Linked DNA regions of Zea mays: region 1 is linked to region 2. The links are chromatin contacts, called in public Hi-C maps. All regions are on one chromosome and are shown on one strand. Each heading gives the region's core, a stretch centred on a gene start, on an enhancer-like site or on the middle of the called end of the contact. The rest is flanking DNA. Distances are from core to core; before and after follow the strand shown. Region 1 holds the start of LOC100282503 (lactate dehydrogenase1). Region 2 holds the start of LOC100275520.

What was found. A called contact is a pair of places that touch in the nucleus more often than the background predicts.
Region 1: a contact with region 2 is called in a Hi-C map of ear, with 1.7 times the contacts expected there. The contact joins the promoter of LOC100282503 here to the promoter of LOC100275520 in region 2. A contact is called at or near these places in 4 of 25 Hi-C or Micro-C datasets (ear, leaf and tassel).

Annotation. Positions count from the first base shown.
Region 1 is chr5:69,375,141-69,380,058 of Zm-B73-REFERENCE-NAM-5.0, reverse strand. It overlaps LOC100282503 (lactate dehydrogenase1), which reads right to left and starts at 2,476. Exons shown (of 2, transcript NM_001155412.2): 1 at 1,694-2,476; 2 at 601-1,398. The coding sequence starts at 2,314. The coding sequence ends at 952.
Region 2 is chr5:69,118,190-69,122,915 of Zm-B73-REFERENCE-NAM-5.0, reverse strand. It overlaps LOC100275520, which reads right to left and starts at 2,787. Exons shown (of 1, transcript NM_001149579.1): 1 at 657-2,787. The coding sequence starts at 1,589. The coding sequence ends at 894.

The DNA.
Region 1 (4,918 bases), core at 1,227-3,726, 260 kb before region 2:
TAGAAAGTTTATGAGTGAGTTAACTCGAGACTTATACACGGTTGTGAGTGGTTCACCGTGCCAACGCAGCAAAGAAATAGCTCATAGAGGGCACTTGGACCCAGGAAAAGAGACACTTTTGCATGGGGTGCTCAACGAGAATTAATAGATAGTACCGACTTAGTGATACATCAAGAAAAAGGTTATATGTATTTACTTTTGAGAAATTCACTTCGAAAATTTACATTATAAGAATTGTCATGATAATATAGGTTTGGAAATCAGAATACAAAACTTTTGATTACATATTAGAGACAAGGGTAAAGTTAGGCTTGCAACTACTTCCTCCGTCCACATGAGTTTATCCTTTTAGGTCTGCCCTAAGTCAATCATCATGGACTTTGACTAGTTTTACCATATGGTTCATAAAATTTTACAACATAAAAGCAAAAACAAAATATTCATTATAACTTGAACTATCATAATATATACTATCCCCGTTCTCGAATATTTGTCATCCGCTAGTTTATTTTTGAACTAAACTGCGACAAATAAAAAAGAACTGAGGGAATAAATTTTTTAGTTTAAAACAATTTATTCTTTTATATATATCGTTGATCAAAGTTTAAATATTTTGACTTACGAAAAAATCTAGAAAGACAAATTTATGTGGACGGAGGGAGTAGAACTTAATTTATCATGAAAAAATTAGGAAAGCTCAATCCATCGCCTGTTGGGCATTGTGATACTCTTGATACCACCGTGTAGTATAGCTCTCACAACAATAACGATTTGGTGAGATACATGAAAAAGAAAGCCACAGCCCAAATACTCGTAGTAAGCAGCTTAATGCAGCTAGAAAGCACACATTGTAGCGGTTTGTTTTTATTGAACACGGGTACCGGATGCTGCTGCTAGGTTGTGGAAATTGATGCAATAATTAATTAATGAAGAGAGACGGTGATGTGATCATCAGAGGCCGAGGAGCTGGCAGTTCTCCCAGATGGTCTTGGCGGAGCGGCGCAGTCGTTTGGCCTCCTCCTCGGTGAGCTCCATCTCGGCGACGCCCTGGACGCCGGCGCGGCCGAGCCTGGCGGGCAGGCTGAGGAAGACGTCGTTCCCGTCGGGGATGCCGTGGAACCCCCTGGCGAGGACGGAGACCGGGTGGATGCGGCGCTGGTCCCGGAGCAGCGACGCGGCGAGGCTGGCGACGGAGTAGCCGATGGCCCAGGAGGTGTAGCCCTTGAGGCTGATGACCTCGTAGGCGCTGTCGACGACGGCGCGGCGGATGCCCTCCAGCGCCTCCTCGTCGAAGCAGCGGTGGCTCTCCTGCAGCGACTTGAGCACCGGCATCCCCGCCACGCTCACGCTCGACCACACCGCCACCGAGCTGTCGCCGTGCTCGCCGACCATGTACGCCTGCAAAACAAATTGATTGATTCATAGACATGTTGTATGCTCAGTTCTACCAAGATTTAAATCAGATCAAATCTTCTTCCTTCTTCTTTTTTTACCAAGTTTATGCTCTCGGTTTTACCGAGTTTAAAATCAGCTCAAATCTTTTTACCAAGTTTATGCTCAGTTTTACCCTACATTTAAAATATGAAATCTTTTGGAGACGCTCTTAGCAACCAGAGGAGTGGTCACAGTCCAACGGGAACTGATGCCTCTGGCAGATGTGGGCCAATGGCAGATGTCATTACTCCTCACGAACCTGTACGTCCTGGGCGTTGACGTCGAGGTGCTCGGCGAGAAGGAACCTGAACCTGGACGAGTCGAGGTTGGTGCCGGATCCGATGACGCGGCTGGCCGGGAAGCCCGAAAGCTTCCAGGCGACGTAGGTGAGCACGTCCACGGGGTTGGACACGACGAGCAGCAGCGCGTCGTGGGACTGCTCCGCCAGCGGCGGCACGATCTTGCGGAACAGCGCCACGTTCCGCTGGAGCAGGTCGAGCCTCGTCTCGCCCTGGATCTGCCGCGCCCCGGCCGTCACGATGACCAGGTCCGAGCCCCTGGTCACGGACATGTCGGTGCCGGACACGAGGCGCGTGCGCGGCAGGAACGCCGCCGCGTGCTGCAGGTCCAGCATCTCCCCGCGGAGCTTGTCCGGGACCGCGTCCACCAGCGCGATCTCGTCGGCCAGGTCGCGCGTGAGGATGGTCTGCGCGATGGCCATCCCCACGTTGCCCGCGCCGATGACCGACACCTTGGTCAGCCTCCGCCGGTGGTGCTGCGACGTCGGCGTCGACGAGTCGCCGGACACAGGGCGGAAGAAGCCCGACGACGCGTCGCCGGCGTCGAAGCCCAGCTCGGAGAGCGAAGTGGCCTTCTTCATCTTCTTCTTCCCACCGGTGGTGCTGCTGTTGCGGGCGGAATGGGATGGGATTACGTGTGTGATATGATCTGGTTGGGTCAAATCTCCGCGGATCGGATTTCTCTGTGGAGGAAGGAAGGAATGGCAATGGGCAATGGCTACTCGACTCGTGGGAGGGGAAAGGTCCACCACCCTGCTCTTTATATATTCAATTCCATTAATACCCTGGCCCCACACCAAAGACCAAACCACTTCACCGGTTTGGAGCCGCTGGTTAAAATTGTTTCGTTTCAAAAAAAATCTTAAATTTGAACATACCAAGGTGCGGTTTAGTGCTTCACTAAACTGAAGTAGATAGGGCCGGTTGACGACAGTTACCCACCATACTACTAGTGATTAAAAAAACAATTCATTGAATAGTTCCTTCTCTTTGCATACGCTACCATCAAGGGTCTTTTACTGCTGTAAGAGCTAGTTTAGGAGCTAAAATACTGGAGAGAATTAGAGGGGTTAAAACTCTCTTCTTATTTAAAATTAAATAAGTGAATTTTATCTCATTTAATCTCTTCCATTTTTATGGCTTCAAACTAGCCCTAAGTGTGATCGTGCTATCTATATGAACTTTGAACTTATTTTATCATATTTACATCTGTTCGTCGCACAACTCTCCCGGCACAACAGTTTAGGTCCTTTAACTTTTCTACCTTGGTGGTATTCTCTTAATAATAACACATATGAGTAGTATTCGATGTTGAGCATGTTCGTTTAACTTTAATCTATATTGATTTTTACTGCTTATTCAGTGTCTTGCAGTTGTATTAGTCGAACAACTGTCAGGGAACAACCTCGTTCGTGACGCTTTCGCTTTCCTTTGTTGCGTCTTTGTTCGAAAGGCGTGCAAGTCGGTGATAAAAATAAATCAACGATCGATGACTCGTACGGCCGGTGGAGACCATCATCAACCAACGATACAAAGGGTGTAATTAGCGACCGAAACAAACAGGGGGGCGCGCGCATGGTTTTGTGAGCTTTCTCTACTTATAATAATATATGCGTAGTATAAAATAATGACGCAGCACCAGTACATTGTGGTTATATAAGTACGCCATTTGTTATGACTTATATAAGTGCTCTAAGGTTACACATACAAATATTCATAATGTTTTCTACAAGTCTAATAAAGCTTTGGAAAATATTGAATTGGTCAAAATCTATGACTGCATTTTTCATTTAGATAACATTTAGTACATCTCAGCTTTACTGTTGAAGCTTCTTCTTTTGTAAAGCAACTTCGCGAGCGACTTTATCAGTAAAATTGAGCTGTTTTTTTTTAAAAAAAAATGTTTAGTAAAGCAGCTTTACTAAGAGCTCCACATGTATGTCGGACAGAAGAAAATGAGAGAGAGAGAGAGAGCTGTGAAAGGTTATGGGAAAAGGCAAGCATGTGCTGTGTGTCTGGCGAGGCAAATCCTGGAGCTGAGCAGCCGGTTTTCACTCACCTGGTCAATTAACCAAAACCACGCGTACCGCCGCCACTCTTGCTACATCAACGTATCAATCGATAAGCATCTGCATCCTGTATCATTGTTTACTAGTACATAACATATGGCTTAATTTGTACCTTCTCTTGACTTTTACGTACATAACAAGATGCAGCATTATGTTAACAAATAATAATGCCCTAGTCAAGATGAAAGAATTGATTCGTCTCCAAAGAATAAACAGTCTGTGTATGCGGCTGGCTAGCACAGTAGTAGTACACTATAACAACAACACTACAGAGCCATGCTTCTCACACTACAAAGACACACACCTTCTCCTCTATCCTTCTCCAGGGAACTAAAACCAAAATGGCGTTGTTTGCGTTTTAAACAAACTGGGTAGGGGCAGATTATCTGTACAAGGGCATCTGCATGCTGCTTCTCTTCCCTTCCCACCTGTAAACAAAGGCCCACCCAACCCTTTCCCTTCTCTCTAAAACACAAAACCAACATATATGTATATATGGCTACAAAAAAAAACCCTGCATCTCTATTAGTACAGGCCTGACGCACCTCGGTGGTTTAGAGCGCGCCCCAGAATCTCGTGCAAAGTCACACCAAGCCCATTCCAGCTGCGGCATCCCCGTGGTCAGCATTTTAAGGGCACCTTCTTTTCTGTCACCTGCTTGGGGAGGGGTTGTCATCGCTGCCTTTAAGACACGAGTTGCGACGGTCATGCTGACCAGTCGCCAGTTACAGCTCGACCTCATGAAGATCCTCTGCCAATCCATTGAGATGCCCTGATGAGTTGCTGTTGGAACGGCTGTGTGGTGGTTTGCCAGGCATCAGTGGTGAATGCGTCGTCTGTCTGTCAGGCGATATAGTGCCCGCAAAAGCATTAAACTGCTCAGAGTATGTCCCACTCCAGGACGCGGCTCGAGATTTTGAGAATGAGCTGTCGTTGCTTAATGACGATACCCCGGAACCCTGGTAAGGGGTGGAGATGTTCTCCATACTAGATTGCCGATAAATTGTTGATTGCACTGGTGATGGAAATTGCGTGGGTGGTGGGGTTGAAGAAAATGATGTTTCTGCTGGCGGTGAGGCTGACCGCTCATCCTGATGGATGGTTTCACTGTGTATC
Region 2 (4,726 bases), core at 1,538-4,037:
GCATCCACACCACACCAGCAGTTGCAATTACAACACACCAGCAGTTGCAATCATTGTGTTTACATTTTTAACAGATATTTGGGTAAAATTATACAGCAGTTGCAATCACACCTAATGCGAGGGACATGGAGGCGCGCGACGGCGCGGGGACAGGGAGGCACGCGACGACGCGGGGACAGGGAGGCGCTCGACGGCGGTGGGGAAGAGGGTGGCGCTCGGCGGTGGTGGGGGAGAGGGTGGCACTCGGCGGCGGTGGGGGAGAGGGTGGCGCGGGGACAGGGAGGCGCGCGGCGGCGGGGGGCAGGAATGCGCGCATACAGGAGGCCGAGGCGTGCTCGAGGTGTTATTGCAGGTGGGTGCATTCAATATAGAGAATGCACCCAGGTGCATTTTAGTGTCGCCGTGTATATATAGACACACACTTACTAGATAGGAATTTGACAAGGGTTTCAGTTTTTGCAATCTCTTGTATTACTTCTACATGCATGCTGCTGCCTCTCTGTATCATATCTGCCTGTCTGCAGGATTCTGCCAAATCTCATATACTTATTCCTGTTCACCCACGGCACAACAATCATCAATTCATGCAGGAGGGCAATCCTTCTTGATCAACATGGGGAATAATGTACAAGAATACATGAGGGAAAACCAAGCTTCACATCAAGCCATAAGCACTCAACATATTAATTAAAAAGCATATATGTTCACAGTGTTAACTGACAGTACACAAATAACCTTTGGCAAAGAAAAAACAACAACAAAACAGGATGGATGTTCTGTCCATTTCTCTTTCGGAAACCACAAGACTATATTATATATATATTGCAGGCAATGCAGCCAAACACATCTTCTTTTTTATATATACAATACAATTCTTTGACAAGTGTAAATGTTTATATCCCCCTGTAAAGGTTGAGCCTGCTGGTGCCACCAAGCATCCGGTTAACCACGGTCGCAGCAGCATCGGCCCCATGGCTTGGAGAGGTGACCTCTGGCGACTCTTCCCTGATCTGCAACGATGACACAGCCTGAGCGGCTATGAAGCCAGGGCAGGTAACAGACTGACGGAACGTTCCTTGGTAGTACGGGCCTTGGAGGTCACTCACTTCTCCCCAGCATGGCAGTGCCTGTCCAATCCCCCAATCAGCCCGCCTCCCCTTGGGGGCTCTGGGAGCATACGCATGGCTGCCGCATACCAGTCCATCCTCAGACGGGTACACCTCGGCGGGCTGTGCGTCCACGGTGAATTCAAAAGCAGCCGAGGGGGCCCAATGGTTGCACCTTATATGGTGCTTGTTCAGCATCAAATGGCAGGGTTCATCGGAGTCCTCGCCTATGAGGACATGAAGAGCGACTGCTTCTGCTATGGCAGCACCTTCCTCGTCCAGCCTTTGCTGTTCTTCCTTCTTCTGCTGCTTCTTCTTTTCCAGCTCCGAGATTATGGCAGCCGAGTTTGCCAGCGCTTTCTCAAGTCGGCGCCGCTTCTTCTCCGCCTGCTTCTGGCGGTCCAGCTCGTCCTTGGCCTGCTTCTTTTTTCCTTTCTTCAACACTTTGCCTGCCTGATTGCTGCTCATGGTAGCCCTGTCCATGACAGCCGTGCCTGCTGCTATTCACTATTACCTCTGGTAGACCTGACTCCTCTACTCACTACTAGGTATAATTAGGGAAGAAAGAAAACAAAATGTTCAAACTTCATTCTTTGGCCTCATTGGTTTGTCTAACTTTTTTTTATTTTAATAACGAGGAAGAAAAGGAAAGGAACTGTTGCTAAGATGGGTGGGTGAGTGCAGGATGCTGCTACACCCACTCAGGTCTGAATGAGTATCTTATCTTGCGGAAGATGCAGTCCCAGAAGGAAACCACGGGGGAGAGCAAGAGCAAGAAATGGTAAGCGCCTGCTATTTCATCTATGCTTAGTCTTGTCCCAGACTTGTTGCTGAGCAGGCCCTGGCCCATCTTAGTAGCACCAGAATTGGAGTAAAGCCCCAGCCAACCAGCTCATAAGGCTCCTTCACTGTGGCAAGAGAGGAGATAATTAAGTTGAGAAGGGGGGCAGCAGCAGGTGAAGGGAAATGAAGCAGGGGATGAATATATAGAAGAACAAATTAATGAAACGACTTTGACATAATGAATTGATGTACATTATTAGTTAGATAACTATAACAGGCAAGGTACTAGCCACTCCGAGACTATGCTGTTGGGTTGGGAATCAAGACAATTGCGCCATCCAAGTATCTAGATACCTATCTAGTGAATGAAATACGTACAGAAGTAAAACTAGACGGCAGCCCTATGAAAAAAAGCTAAAATCTACACATAGAAGTGAGATGACAAAGTAGTATACCAATCGAACATGAGATGATTTTGATCCACAGGTTCCGTTAGCAAGAGATGGATATACGTACAGAGAACAATTAAATCCATGTTTCCATGCATAGGTAGGAGGAAAACCTTGATATACTAGCAACCAATTAAAGACGGAAGACCCTCAAAATTATGGCACGGCTGTCCCAGACGGAACAAGCAACTGACAGAAATTCGCATCATTCAGGGTCAATATATTCTTTCCCAATTGGCCGGCCCAGCATGAAATTGAGAACATATCGAATTGGGGCGGGGATGGAAGCCACAAGTGGCAGATCCGATCCAGCGGAATAGGAACAGGAGGCGGGGCGAAATCAGTACCTGCTTGAAGGCCTGGGAGGGATGTGGGATCGGCGGGCGGGCGGGCGGGGAGACGGCGGAGAGGAAAGGGATCTGGGGTCGGCGTCGTCGATCCGGATCAGGGGGCGGGCGGAGGTGGAGGCGGAGGAGCCGATGACGAGGAGGGGAGAGTGGGAGATGGATCCGAGTGGCTTTTGGTTCGGGTTGCTTGGCGTCGACGAAATCGATGCGGATTTCCCCTCCTATTCTCTCTCTCCTCTATCTGTCTCTAGCAAGTGGGCCAGCCCACCGCAACCCTATCCTCCAAGCCTCTAGACCATCTCATCTCTTATTTCAAAATTTAATCTGCAAATAGTATCATCTATAATACCACGTACTCTATTCTAACTTCCAGCAGCTCTCTATATCAATAGGGATGCGCTTTTTAGAGAATCATGAAGCACTGTAGCTCTATCTAGCGGGTTACGTGTGCAGTCGCGAAAAAGGGTGTCCCTTTCTCTCTTCTCTATATATGTGTACCCTCTATCCTCTCCTAGTTTTTCACGAGCTCCTAAACCTGCTTCTTTTTCTACGACGCACCACAGCCTCTGGCGCAGCTGATTTTTACGATCACGCTCACCTGCTGCTCGGCAAAGCCTTAGGGACTGTTTTATTAGTGACTTGGTCTGAGAGTGTCGGTCAGACAGATAGATCTAACCGTCGAGCACTCAAAATCGATGGAACCGATGGCATGTATAGTTCTCCGGCCCAGGCAACTTTGCCAGGGTCCCAACGAAACAAGACCTTATCCCTTGTGCTAATTGAGAAATAAATTATGAAAATCATATAGGTGCCGCTAAATTCGATGCAACTGACCTGTATGTATCTATCATTGCCTCACTATCGACCAATCAATATCTACCATCGTCTTTTTATTCTATAACCACGTCAACTTTTCTTTTGCATACGCTTATTTAAAACGAAACATGGTGTTTTGCTTGAAAAAATCATCTAGCACATAATTTAAGCGAATAGTTGCCTGGTTTATATAGAAAATAAAACTACAATAGAAATTACATAATACATAAAGTGAAAGCTGTCCGGCCCCTTTTATAGCTCAAGGGTGGACTTTACAGTGGGGACTTATATTCTACAGGGGGAGCTCGGCTTGCTGTCTCTGGATGGCGTAGTCTCCTGATGTCGTCCGTAGGGTCGTGCACTACCGTACACCTAGTATGGCGTTCCATCTTGTCTGTTCGGTATATGAGTCCCTGTAGCTTGCTTGGTGCTGGTTATGGTATCTGGCGGGTCCTGCAAAGTTGGATTATGGTAAGGTTCAAGGTCATGTCTGGTACAACTTCATCTTCTGTCATACCCCTTGTGTCACTATCAAGCACACGTAGATATACGCCTGGTATGGTGTATTGTCTCGTCCTTTCTGGTGTATGGGCCATTGTAGAAACTTAGGTGCTGAGGCCCCTGTGACTGGAGTTGACCGGCCCCGCGAGTCAGTGAGGGCTTATCCGTGGGTGCATGTGGGGGCGTTCCATTGTGTCTGTTTGACGCCTTTTGGTACTTGTAGGTACAATCTGGCCATGGTTTGGTGACGTTGTGTCTTGTCGCGGCTATCGTGGGCCGACAGCGTCGACTCGAGTTCCTTCCTTGTAGACCCGCTCGGTGGAGACTCGGTCGTTCGCCCCGCCTCGCAGACTCGCTCGCGTGGGGATTTGGTCATTCACCCCACCTCGTGGACTCGCTCGGTTGCTCGACAGTGAGTTGGTCATCGGAGAGTTGGTCGGTTGGTCCGCCTCATAGAGTTTGTCGGTGGAGTTGATTGATGGAGTTGGGCACCTTCTGGAGCATCGCCCGAGACGCCCTCAGGTGAGTCGAAAAAGCGCCTCTCGTCCGAGGTTGGCCTTGGGAGAGCCATGACTGCGTCTCCCACCCGAGGTTGGCCACCCAAGGTTGGCCTCGAGCAATTCATGACTTGGGTTTCTCGTGCCTTGGTAAGGTTGGGAGCGTGTTTGCTTGTGACCTCTACTTACTCAAGTGTCTAGGTAATTTAGGGTTGTGATCTGGGTAC